Regions from separate parts of the Sus scrofa genome. Here region 2 is linked to region 1. The links are chromatin contacts, called in public Hi-C maps. All regions are on one chromosome and are shown on one strand. The core of a region is the stretch at or near the end of the contact, and the rest is flanking DNA. Distances in the headings are between cores, read along the strand shown.

Evidence for each region. A called contact is a pair of places that touch in the nucleus more often than the background predicts.
Region 2: a contact with region 1 is called in a Hi-C map of fetal skeletal muscle, with 2.1 times the contacts expected there. The contact joins two enhancer-like sites. A contact is called at or near these places in 7 of 47 Hi-C or Micro-C datasets (brain, embryonic fibroblasts, fetal heart ventricle and 4 more) and 1 of 2 datasets of contacts at active chromatin or transcription factors (skeletal muscle).

The regions. Positions count from the first base shown.
Region 1 is chr11:46,248,406-46,254,981 of Sscrofa11.1, forward strand. All of the region lies in intron 2 of KLF12 (Kruppel like factor 12), which reads right to left. Among named protein-coding and RNA genes, the nearest start is that of KLF12, 57 kb to the right of the region's middle. Within about 2 kb of position 3,271, at least 7 of the 83 cell types and tissues checked have an H3K27ac peak or open chromatin away from gene starts, as enhancers often do. A contact at or near this core is called in fetal skeletal muscle and skeletal muscle, where this site is marked.
Region 2 is chr11:46,634,285-46,640,892 of Sscrofa11.1, forward strand. The region is part of intron 1 of LOC110255761 (a long non-coding RNA gene); the gene reads left to right. It also overlaps a transcript of KLF12 not described here. Among named protein-coding and RNA genes, the nearest start is that of KLF12, 330 kb to the left of the region's middle. Within about 2 kb of position 2,462, at least 30 of the 83 cell types and tissues checked have an H3K27ac peak or open chromatin away from gene starts, as enhancers often do. A contact at or near this core is called in fetal skeletal muscle and skeletal muscle, where this site is marked.

The DNA.
Region 1 (6,576 bases), core at 2,021-4,520:
CACTTAGCCAAGCCCTTGGGGGGAACATTTTGCGGATCCGCAGAACTCTCTCTTTGTACAACTCCTTCTTCTTTGTAATTATTCTCTTTAAAACTAAAACGTAGTTGCCTTGTCCTCTCCATGCCGCCTGCTTAGCTCTAGGTCCTCTAGCTCCACTCCCTGCCCTGCCTCCCGGCAGCAGGCTGAGCCTACAGCAGAATCACCTCCTTTGTCATCCCACACCCAAGGATCAGAGTTCTTAAGGGCCCCTTGTCCAACACGTGAAAAACATTTCCTATATTTTGTCTGCTTTTCTAGTGTTTATCGTGAGAGGTCAATACCCACAGCAGTCAATCCCTCATGGTCAAGAGCAAAAACTCCTCCAAGAGCTAAATAAGATCTTTTTCTGTGAGGCACTTTATAGACTATGAATCAGAAGGTAAATATTAGCACAAGAAAACACACCTAGATAGAGAAATACATACCTCATGCTCCAGACTTTTTTTTCTTACTCTACCACAAAGACTGGTACCAGAAAAAGAACACCATCATTCATAAGAGGAAACATTCTGGGAAGGTTAATTTCCCCCACATCAAAATTCCCAAATTACTCAGAGCATGAAATGTCTTTAAAAAGTATTCCTTTGTACAAAGCGCTGGCCTTATACAAATGCAAATAACTCTTGGAAAGAAGAGCATTTTATATTCTCCATGAATGAGTCTGCACTTAGGACTGGCCATCTGTGGGTCCTGTGAAGCACCACCGCACAGAGGGTGGGGGTGTCTAGACTGCGGGCGGAGGGGAATGAAGGTGAAGGAGAAAGTACATTGCTAATGGGCAAGAAGGAGGGCAGAATGATCAGCGTCACAGCCTGGCCCAGGGCAGGCCCGGAGGGAAAGGATTTGCCTGCCTGCTATATTTCCCTTGGGGACTATCTGTAATTACTATCACAGCTCATTGATTTTCAATTCTTTCTATTAATACATTTATTGGCCATTCTGACATTATTAAAATCAGTCCAACTCTGCTTCTTCGGGGAAGGCTATCGCTTCCCTAAAACATGAGTTTTGCAAGTAGGGATTTTTTTTTTTTTTTTTTTGCTTAAAAAAAAAAAGTCTTCCATTCGCCGTCACATAGCTTCTGCATGGGTTTCCCTTTGAAGTCAGGTAGTGATAGGCAAAGATTTGACTAGAGATCAAAAGATCTCAAGTAGTGGGTCATCAGAGAATATTAAATGATAAGCAAATTCATATGTCTAAGATAATTCTACCAATTTACGAGCTAGGCCGACTTCTGTTCCACAGTAGGGGACGGAATAATGAGGCTCTGTTAAAGGGTAATGCAAGTGGCATTTTTATAATGTCTTCTCTTCTCTTCTGATCAAGTCATTAAAGTAACACTGTCTCACTAAGCTTTTACACACAGATGTATATTAACATCTTTTATGTTAAATTAAACAGTGGTTTACGGAAAGAAGAAGAAGGTAGGTTTGTTACTGGATTTTTTTCTCTAAAGCAGGTGAATTTTAATGTAACTCTCTCTCTCCCGTAAAGCACTCCATCACACATCTCTAGGTCCAGCTACAATTCTTGCCCATCTCCATTTGTTTATTAGGGCTAAGAGTTTGGGGTGAGCAGATGCAAACTATTGCATTTAGAAGGGCTAAGCAGTGAGGTCCTACTGTATCACCCCGGGAAATATATCCAATCTCTTGGGAGAGAACAAGATGGAAGATAATATAAGGAAAAAATGTCTGTATGTGAATGTCTGGGTCACTTTGCAGTAAACAGCAAATGGCACAATACTGTGTATCAACTATACTTCAATGTTTAAAAATAATTAAACAAAAAAAGAATTGGGGGCTTTGGCAAATGGCACCTGTCTCAAAATCCTCTCAATTCTAGTGTGACACTGGCTCCCACTTAGAATAAAGAGCATCTGAACTGATCGCTATTTGCTGAGCCCTGCCTAACAATCAGCTCCCTGTGCTGGGGACGATGAGGAATAACGAGGAACCTAACACATCAGCTCTGTTCTCAAGGAAGTGACTTCTTTGTGGCCTACATGGTAGGAGACAGTTCTCTGTAATACAGAAACGCCTTCCACACCTTGTTATGAAAGTCCCTCACAACAGGTGGCCAAAGCTCCTGCAAACTGCCTTCAGGGACAAAACCATTAGGCTCTTTTGTCCTACCTCTAGGGCCCTCTGGGACCCTGGCTGAAGCATGTGAACTCAGGTCTGCCTGACCTGAAAGTCTGTGCATTTCTGCTTCCGCATGCAGGTCGCTTTGCTGCAGGCTGGCTGTTGGACTCATGACTGGAAATGCTTTCTCTCACTCCTGGCCTAACATCAGATTGAATGTGGAAGGCCTCGGCTCCAACACCCCTACTGCACAGACGAAGACACAGAAGCCTGGAGACAGAAGTCACTTCCCCATGCCACTCAGGCTGGTAAGCTACAGGGCCAGGGACAACATCATACGTTTTCTGTCTTTGAGCTGGTACCCACTCCAGGCACACAACCTCATTTCTGAATATTCCTCTTCCTGTCTCAGTCCTATGCTTCCTAATGTGTGAGCACATCCAAAGGCTGCCAGCACTGGGACGCTCTTGTCACAGCAGGACACAGAGCACCAAAGGTCACAGACAGAGTCGCCCCCAAAGTCCATCGTGAGAACATGTGCCCTGGCCATGGATCATGTGGCTACATGTGCTGTATTACCCACAAGCCTGAAGAAATGTGAAATCACTTTGCAGGAGACGGCAATAACAATCGCCTTAACGACCACCAAACAAAGGGTGCCAAACAGAAGGAAGGTGCAGAGAGGAGGTCTGAATGAACCACTCTTATCTACCCAGTTCACACAGCAACAAGATGAAGGCTGCCACCCATGGGACTCTGTTATTTTCAATGTTTATTGTTATGTTTGCAATAACCCTATAAGGGAGACAGAGCAGGTTTACAACTGGCTACTGCCTGGCTTCCTATTTTGCACCAGGCCAGTTATAATGCCTGCACAAGCTGAATAAAGCATGTATTTACGGAGCACCTACCAGGTGCCAGGAGCTACAAGGGAAATATAAGAAATAGTTCTTGCCCTCTAAGAGCTTAGGATCTGATTAAAGAGACGAGGCCAAATACACACACAAAACTAGGACGAGAATGAGGCAAGGCAGCCAGAATGTTCGAGAGAAAGTCTGCTCCACAGTTCTTTCTTTAAGCTCTGAAATGTGCTCATCAGGTCCTGAATTCCTTGGCGGGGTGGGAGGGACCACATGGAGAGACCAGCTGACAGAGAAGAACTAAGGGACTATTTATAGCAAGAAAGAGAGAAGGAACAGGTGCTTTTGCGGTGCCCTGAGATAGGAAGGCCACGTCAAGTAGCAGATCTTTATAATGCTGCCTGCAGCCTGAAAGACAGACTTACTCTCCTTCCCCTAAACATGGACGGAAGAGTCTGAAAACTAGGTTTCCACAGTGATTACAGAATCCCATCAATGCATCCGTTTCAGGCTTTCCCATTCACTGTCATGATGCAAAGTTACACATCTACAACTTTTTGTTCACTGCAACTAATAGGTCATCTTTTTTAAAAGCCCATAATCACACATGTGAATGTCTGGTTTTTTTTGGGGGGGAGTTGGTGGGGGGGGGGTATTTTTTTTTATTTTTTGTCTTTTGTCTTTTTAGGGCCACAGCCATGGCATGAGGACGTTCCCCCGGCTAGGGGTCAAACTGGAGCTACAGCTGATGGTCTACACCACAGCCACAGCAACGCAGGATCTGAGCCGCATCTTCGACCTACACCACAGCTCACAGCAACACCGGATCCTTAACCCACTGAGCAAGGCCAGGGATCCAACTCTCGTCCTCATGGGTCCTAGTCAAGATCGTTAACCACTGAGCCATGACGGGAACGCCTCATACATGTGAGTCTTTTGATGTCACCAATATGTATACATTTTCTTATGAAGAATCAAAGTTCAAGTAGCCTTTAATACTCAATGAGGAGAGAGTTCTGTAAGATGGAAATGACGACATCTTCAGACCTTCCAGCGCTCCCTATCTGAAAGTAGTTCTGAGATTCTGAACACTACACAGTATTCTCACCCATCCCATTATCCTCAATGAAAAAGTCTAGTAAAAGGACCAAAAATGAATTTCACTAACATTCTAGCTTTTATCTCTTTAAAGAAGAGCTGGTTGAGAGTATTACAAATGACTCAATACAAATAATTATGTTCTATAAATAATCAAGTGATAATACATTTCATTAAATACTGTGCTCTGCTTCTCTTAAAGCTTTCCTGTAAAAAAGAATGCAATTATATCTGTCATGTATTTTTAAAAAGTACATACAAAGAATAAGAAAAAAAATCAAGTTTCTACTCCCCTCCAACATACACAATCTAAATTAGGATTAAACTACCAACATCAGCTCCATTCACAAGGAGGAAAATTGATTCTTACGAACGTGCATGAAGTAAAACCTAGAACCTACAATTTTTCCTGTCCCTATTTGAGAACAGAAAAATACCTTCTATAAATAATGTGACAAGAGTTTCTTACTCACATTGTAAAACCCCAGGGAATATTGGCTTTTGTTTTTTATGCACCTAAATCTTTCATGCAAACTTTACCATAAAACTGAAAAATGACAGTAAAGGGGAGAGAAGTATTTGGATGTCCTTAGAGGTTGTCCAGACTGGTGACAACCACACCCTAGGCTGGCTTTAACTAACAGCCTAGGTAGTATATTCTGGCTGATGTTCTGTACTTTTCTGCCTTCCTCCAACATCGATGACTTGAACAGATTTACTGCTATTCAAGCTGAAGAACATACCGTGAAATAAAAGCAACATTGTGAAATATACTGTTTGCACTTTTCCATCAGGCTGTCTTCTCTAAATGAGATGCCCGGGTCTATATGATTTGTTAAACACAGTGTGCAGAAACTTATTTTATTCAACTGATGCAAACACATTTTGATTAAGAAAACGGAACTTGGAGTTCCCATCATGGCTCAGCGGTTAACGAATCCGACTAGGAACCATGAGGTTGTGGGTTCGATCCCTGGTCTCACTCAGCGGGTTAAGGATCAGGCTTTGCTGTGAGCTGTGGTGTAGGTTGCAGACATGGCTCGCATCTCCCACTGCTGTGACTCTGGCGTAGGCCGGTGGCTACAGCTCTGATTAGACCCCTAACCTAGGAACCTCCATATGCCAAGGGTGCAGCCCTAGAAAAGACAAAAAAGGAAATAGGAAAAAGAACTCTTGGAATTCCCTGGTAGCCCAGTGGTTAAGGATCTGGTATTGTTGCAAATGTGTCTCTGGTCACTGCTGTGGTGCAGGTTCGATCCGTGGCCTAGAAACCCCTGCTTGCGGTTTGGCACAGCCAAAAAAAAAAAAAGGAAAGAAAACAGAACTCCACAAAAATAAAACACATCCTTCAGCAATTAGTTTAAACAAAAAAGGTTAAAAAAAAAAAAAAAACCTGCTTAATTTGGAGAATACAGAGTTTAACGTGATGAGGCTCAGGCTAGAATATCCAGGTGAATATATGACCTTTTCTGAAGATTTGTCAACAATGAACAAATAATATTAATAACCGCCACGTGGTCATTTCTTTCATGATGTCCTACTGCCCAAGTCTGCAGCTGAATCTCTGTGAGTCAGTCATTACGTCACAAACTCCACCAAGTCCATTGCAGAGCTACCACAGCCTACACTGAACGTGAGGAAATGGCAGCTTCTACATGACGGGGATCTGCTTCAGACACTGGCTTACACTGAAGAGAAATACTTTATGAGATGCCTCGCCCTCTGCCAAATAGTAGTCAGGAATGGGGAAGTTACTGCAGAAGCCCTCTACATGCTACCCACCATCGAGATCCTTGCCCTTGGCTGTCCGCATCCTTAAATCCTTTTGGTACATCAGTGGCCTAACCTCTTGAATGGGGTCCCAGAAGAACTCAGGCATTTGATTTTTCCACCAGCGAGATTTTAAGCACACTTGAAATTTCTTTGGATTGCTCAATGACAAAACATTGCTCATGCGTTTTTGCTTTTGCTGTGTGGGGCCACACATGCGGCATATGGAAGTTCCCCCAGCTAGGGGTCGAGTCAGAATTGCAGCTGCAGGCCTACGCCACAGACACAGCAGTGCCAGATCCCAGCTGTGTCTGCAACCTACACCACAGCCCACAGTAATGCCAGGTACCTAACCCACTGAGCGAGGCCAGGGATTGAACCCACATCCTCATGGTTACTTGTCAGGGTCCTTACCACTGAGCCACAATGGGAAGCCCCGCTAATGTGTTATTTTGAATTTTTTTATTAAGGGATACACTAATAAGATTAAGACTAAATATTTATTTAATTGATGTCCTTTTATTCAGTCATGTATACTGCCGCCGTGAGGCTGGTTTAAAAAGACAGGTAGGCAGTGCTTTCTCCCTTAAATACAAAAGGTGGCCGATCAACCAATGCTGCCAGCAATCAGGCTGCACTGATTATGATTTTAACTCATGAAGCTATAAATGATAACAATTATAAAATCACTTACATCCTTTTAAAAAAACCCAGCTGTGCTCTTA
Region 2 (6,608 bases), core at 1,212-3,711, 390 kb after region 1:
TGGCAGGGCTTGGGCAGGGCCAGTTCGTGAGGGTGGCAGCGACTTCGTCTACGCCCCCTCCTTCCTGCCTCGGATGCGCCCATCACCCCAGCACACACCTGCTCGCTTCCCAGCGCTCCTCCGCGGCTGACCTTCCGTGCATTATTTATTCAGAAGTGCTCTAACCTTCCTCACACAAGCTATTTTTCTGAATCTGTATAGTTTTGCTCAGAACCTGGTAACTGCTGCAATACCCAGATCCATTTAAAGGGATTTGTAAATTAGGCAAAACCAGTACAGAGAGTCCAAACGGGATTGTAACATGTAGTGTCATGCTGGTGCCATTGTCATTACAGTCTGATGACAAGATTATTAATGTTTTTAGAGGAATAGCAAGGGACGAGCTCAGAGGTTCAGATCTCTTTAAGGACAGGCAAACGTGCAGCATGTTTGGAGCAGTGGGAGCTAGCTCTTTGCCTAAAGCAACTTATTTCTGACCTGAAATATAGCTGTTTTTGCCTAATGCTCTGTCTGAATATTTGTGTTTCCTCCTCAACCTCAAATCCATATGTTGAAATCGTTTTTTTTTTTTTTTTTTTTTAGGGCTGCACTTGCAGCCTATGAAAGTTCCCAGGCAAAGAGTCTAATCAGAGCTGCAGCTGCCAGCCTACAGAACAGCCCCAGCAAGGCAGGATCCGAGCTGTGTCTGCGACCCACACCACAGCTCATGGCAATACCAGATCCTCAACCCACTGAGCAGGGCCAGGGATCGAACCCATGTCCTCATGGATACTAGCCGGGTTTGTTACCACTGAGCCACAATGGGAACTCCCCAATGTTGAAATCCTGACTCCCCCCCAAAGATGATGGTATTGGGAGGTGGCTATTGGGAGGTGCTTACATCATGAGGGTGGGGTCCTGAATGGGATTAGGGCCTCATGAAAGAGTCCCACAGAGCTCCGTAACCCCTTCCACTATGTGGGGACCCAAGGAGGAAACAAGGAAAAATCGGCATCTGGAGAAGGTCCTCGCCTCACCCTGACCTCAGACTCCCAGCCTCTGGAACTGTGAGAAATACATTTCTGTTGTTTATAAGCCACTCAGTCTGTGGCAGTTTGTTACAGGAGCCCAAACAGACTAAGACACTCCACATTGTGGCAGAGACTATAGATTGATCATCAACTTTCTGGAAACTTTTTCACTTGCATTTTAAAATTTGTCAAGTAGAGGCATTTAATTTTTGTGTTTTTCCTTCACAGGGCCACACCTTCAGCATATAGAAGTTTCCAGGCTAGGGACTGAATCAGAGCTGCAGCTGCCGGCCTACGCCACCGTCACAGCAACACCGGATCTGAGCCACATCTGTGACCTACACCACAGCCTCAAGGCAACGCCGGATCCTTAACCCACCGAGCAAGGCCAGGGATCGAACCCTCATCCTCATGGATACTAGTTGGGTTCTTAACCCACTGAGCCACAACAGGAATGCTGTGTAGAGGCATTCTGAGGTAGGAAGGAAGAGATGACAAGGGATGGAAAGAAAACAGAAATATCAGAAAGAAGAAATTACTTAAGGACATGGACTCGAAAGCAGGGTTTACCGTTTTAGACGGTTTGTATCCTGAGTGATCTTTGTCAGTGACAAGAGAGAGTGAAATCCTTTTTGAAGATGTAAAAGAAATAAGGCCAAAGACCCAAAGCATTTTATTTGTGCAAAGTTGTGCCAAGTTCTGGAAGCCCATCCGGATGGGGACTAGACATGGGGACTGCCCCCACATCTAGGCTCTCCGAAGTGAAAGCAAAGCCCTAGGAGTTAAACACAGAGTGGGCGCTCCTGTGTATCAGTGATGTAGCTGGAGGCCCTATGTTATGTAACAGAAACAGGATGGAAAGTGACAGTTGCTCACAGACGACAGTAAATGTGATTAAATTATCTCATCAGCTTCATACTCCTGAGTATTTCTACCATGTCAGGCAACCATCCGTTCATCGGACCTGTCTGCTAGACATCACAGGCTGGAGGTATGAGTATTCAAAGAAATCCTTCCCTCGAATGGCTGACTGGGGGGATATCAAGTTTAGTCTATGCAGCGATCAGGTCCAGGAAAGAGACACGGAGAAATAATAAGGCGGGAAGGAATAAAAGCAAAGAGAAAAATTCAGAAATTTGTTTTCACTCTGCCACAGCCTCTATCCCATTCCTTTTCACTGACCTGATCTAATTCAAGCAGCTATTATCCCTGTGAAACACTGCCGCAGCTGAATTTATTTTTATTTTGCCTGCTCAAAGGCAATGTAAAGTGAATTTGAGAGCACGTCACCTTCAGGGGAAAGACTGCAGCATATTTCTCACCACCTCCCTCCTCCCCTCTGCCTGAAAAGGTTAATTTGAATAAGGCTGCTGCTTCCACAAATAGAACAGTAACCAGCACACAGAGGAACCGCCAATGGGAATGTGTTTCAGTGATGTCATACTTATACCTGCTCCTTATTATTCGCTGAGTTGTGACAATGTGTTCCTTGAATCTCACATTTTATTGGCTAAGGGTCCTGTCATTCTGAGTGCTTCTGGAGAGTTTCAGACACTGCAGTTTCTTTCCAAGCCCAGATTGTTTTTCAGCTTCTGCACTTCAACAAACTGGGGGATAATATAGAGTATTTAACACTGTCCTCCTGAAAACAAATAAAACCCTTTTATAATTTATACCTGATTTTACCCTGCCAGTGGACTTCTGATATCAGGGCCATTTGCAGGGTAAAAGCAGCTTAAGAAAAGTCTACTTTTTGCTTTAAAAAAAAAAAAAAAAAAAAAAAAAAAAAGCAAAAACTACATGAGCAGAACTTTAATTGAAGTGCTCGTAGAAAGGTCCTGCGAGGAGTTCCCTGGTAGTCTAGAGGCTGAGGATCAGTGTTGTCATTGCTGTGAATCAGGTCACTGCTGTGGCCCAGGTTCAATCCCTGGCAGGGGAACTTCTGCATGCTACAAGCTTGGCCAAAAAATGGTCTTGCTAAGCTTAATGTTGTCACCACTGACCTAATGGAAAACAAAATTATTCTGTTTGTCTTACAACAACTTATTGCTCCACAGAACAGAGCTTCCTAAAACAAACTAGCTCTGAAACGTAACAGTTTCAAGGAGAGAAGATATTGCAGGAAGGGAAACCTGCCTGGTTTATTTTTGTCCTAAGTGGATTTTATTTTTTAAAATCAAGTAGGTTTCTGTGTCATTAAAAATGTGTCTCAGGGCCCTCAGATTTCTAGGGCTTTTCTGAGGAAACTCCTGCAAACAGGTTTGAAAAGTACACTACTTGGTAGTGAAGGTGATGGTTTGATAAATCAGCTTTGTAGGAATTAGGAATTATTCAACTAACTGAAAGACTGAAAGAAATATTCCGGTCAACAGGAGGTACAAGGGTGGTTGGGAGACCAGAAATTAAAGCTGTTGCCCAAAAACTCTCAGAAATCTATGAGTGGGCAAATTCAGATCCTCAGAGACATAGAAGACAAAGTCAAGCCTCCATGGCCAGTGGTTGAAGCAGAATGTATGTAAGGAAGGTTAATTCATCACACAGGCAGGGTGGCGCATTAAGCACACCAGTGAGACGGGCAGGGCATAAAAGAAACAGTCAGATTTTAGTGGGAAGAGAGGGACTGTGTCCCGAGAACAAGAGGAACAGGAGTTCTTGTTGGGGGAATGAGATGGAGAAGGATGGGGACACACAGAAGAGACCTCCTTGAGTGGCTATACATATTGTGAGATAAATTTAGCAAAGCAGGTGCACAAATGAGCAATAGGAAGAAGTAGAGACTACCAAATATTTTGAACATCCATCTCTCAAATTCAGTCCTTAATATCAAATATTTTTGAAATGGAAATGTCTTCACAGCTGTGTATCATGGCTTATTGTCTACTGAATCTGATGAGAGGTTAACTAGGTGACATAAAACTTTGATTATGTTATACCTTCAGTAAATGCTTGTACAAAATTATTGTGGACTTTGATCATTCCATGAGACTCTTATTATGTTAGGAGCATGAAAAATGTGACCCCAAATCAAATTTAATTGTAATAAAGATGAGGGAACATAATTCTACCCTTTCATTAAAAGGTAGAATTTTATTCCCTCCTTAGAAGGATCTACAAACATGTCTATTTTACTTGAATTTCACAGTATTTCTACCAGTGCACTATGTAAAATTGGAATCCAGAGATCTGTCTGTCATAACAGGATTTTGGAATATGAAATGGCCTCTGGTGTCAGAAGATGTAGGTTCAAATCCAAGTTCCAACACTTTGTAGCTCTCTGAGCTTGGTCATGTTGATTTTGTGAAGGCTCATTTTTCTTGAGGTATAATGATGATACTCGTGTATAGGATTTTTGTGAGGATTAGACTAAGTAATGTACATACATTTTATTAATGTAGCACCTATCTCAGTAAATGAAAGGTTTTTTTGTTTTGTTTTTGTTTGTTTTAACGCTGTTGTGACCTTAAGGTCCTTCGAGGACCTATATAATCTGGCACCCGGCTCTCTATTTCTTCTCACTCTTCTTCCCTCTCCCTCTGCTCCAGCCATGTTGACCCTCTAGCCATTTCCCAAACATGCCTCACGCACTTCCACCCAGAGGACTCTGCCTTTGCAACTCCTTTTGCCTGGAACTCTTCTACTCGCAAGTCTGACCTCTTTATTCAGGCCTCAGCTCAAGTGTCAACTCCCCTGAGAAATGCGACTTAATGCTCTGTCTAAAACAGCGCCCCCTATTGCTCTCTTTCCCATTACACTAGGTTCTGCTTTTTCATGGTCACTTATCACCACTAGACATTAGGTTATGGTTGTATTTTCCCTTTGTTCATTCTCACCTGGACATCAGGTCCATGTGAGCAGCGTCTTTGATCACCTCTGTGCCCCAGAGCCTAGAGCCTAGCGAGTTCATAAAAAACTTAGCCAATAATGCTGATGATGGAAACAGCCGTGGAACCCTATGCTCTTCAGGATTACAGGGATATAGATGCACTGACCAGAGAGCAAATATCACATTGGCTTGATATTTAAAATGTTTAAAATGTATACAAAATTTTCTTATTGAGCGGAAAGGAGAGACTTAAATTTGCCCATCACATCCCAAGGACCAAACGATAAGGAGAATACAGAATCCCAATATTCTTTACACAGTGGATGCAAATAAATGCTCATCAAAGTAGATGGAATGGGAGAAAGCTGATACAAAGCACGGGGCCAGTGGTCTAGCGGAGATCCAGGGCAAATCCTGGGTGAAGAATTTTAGCTGGTCATCTTTCTGAGTTTTCTGTTTGTTTGTTTTCTGCCTTCCAGGCTCTGTTGAAATCTAATTGTCCTGGTTCTGACTCTCCTTAATTGTTGCATAGCATCTAGAGACATTGAATCCATAACAATTGGAGAGAAATATACATTCAGGATGGCGTTCAAGGCCTTCTCATCACATCCACGCATGCCTGTGCACCCACATACACACATACACGTATGGATCCAATGAAAGGATTGGCAGTTCAGAGAAGACTTTAAGATCTTTCCATTTTGGCCAACTTTCAGTTAGTCATGACGATAAAATAGACTGTTTTTAGATTTCTCTTTTCCCTGTAACTGAAGGACAATATACGACGCATAGAGCTTATGTAAGCGTTATCCCTGCTGACATTCCAAATGAGCAGATCAGCTGCCACCTAATCATTCCATTGCAGCTTGGATTTGGCAATCTTTTAGAGAATACTGAATTTGAAGGAACATCTGCCTTTTACTTCTCATTTATGCCGGCACCTCTGGCTGCTTCCAGAAACTTCCTAACACAATAAACGTACTAGGAAGAGTTCCACTGTGGCTCAGTGGTAATGAACCCGACTGGCATCCATGAGGATGCAGGTTCGATCCCTGGCCTCGCTCAGTGGTTTAAGGGTCCGGCATTGCTGCAAGCTGTGGTCACAGACTCAGCTCAGATCTGGCATTGCTGTGGCTGTGGTGTAGGCTCACAGCTCTAATCTGACCCTTAGCCTGGGAACTTCCATATGCCACAGGTGTGACCCTTAAAAAAAAAAAAAAAAGTAACAGGAAATAAAATCATTGCCAACCAGAATTCTTTTGAAAGGTGATAGTTTCATGGTCGAAATTCGGAATTTAGAGCCTGTTTTTAAAGAAGATTGCCTCTCTCTGTAACACCTTCCTCCTCTGTTACCCTCAATTTTAGTTCTCTTAGATTAGTGCCTCTTTTGCATGGAGATCTTATTAAAATGCAGATTGTTTCAAAAATGTCCTGAGTGAGGCATGAAATTTGGCATTTCTAACAAACTTCTAGGTGAAGGGATGTGCTGGTGTGTGAATCACATTTTGGGTAGACATAATGCCACAGGTTTGATTCTGCTCTTCCAAATTAACATAGCATTTTAAAACAAAGTACTTCACTATTCTCCCTCGAGTACATTCCATCGTATCTGGGTTCTCACATCCAATTGGTATCCAAGCCTTTTTGAGCCTCTTTAAGAAGTGTTTTTTCCCTGTCCATCTGCACAGGAGCTGGCTCAGTGAAGCCTTCCTCATCTTTCCCCTGCAAAGCTGCAATCACCTCTATCTTATCTCCTAACCCCCAGCCTCTTCTTC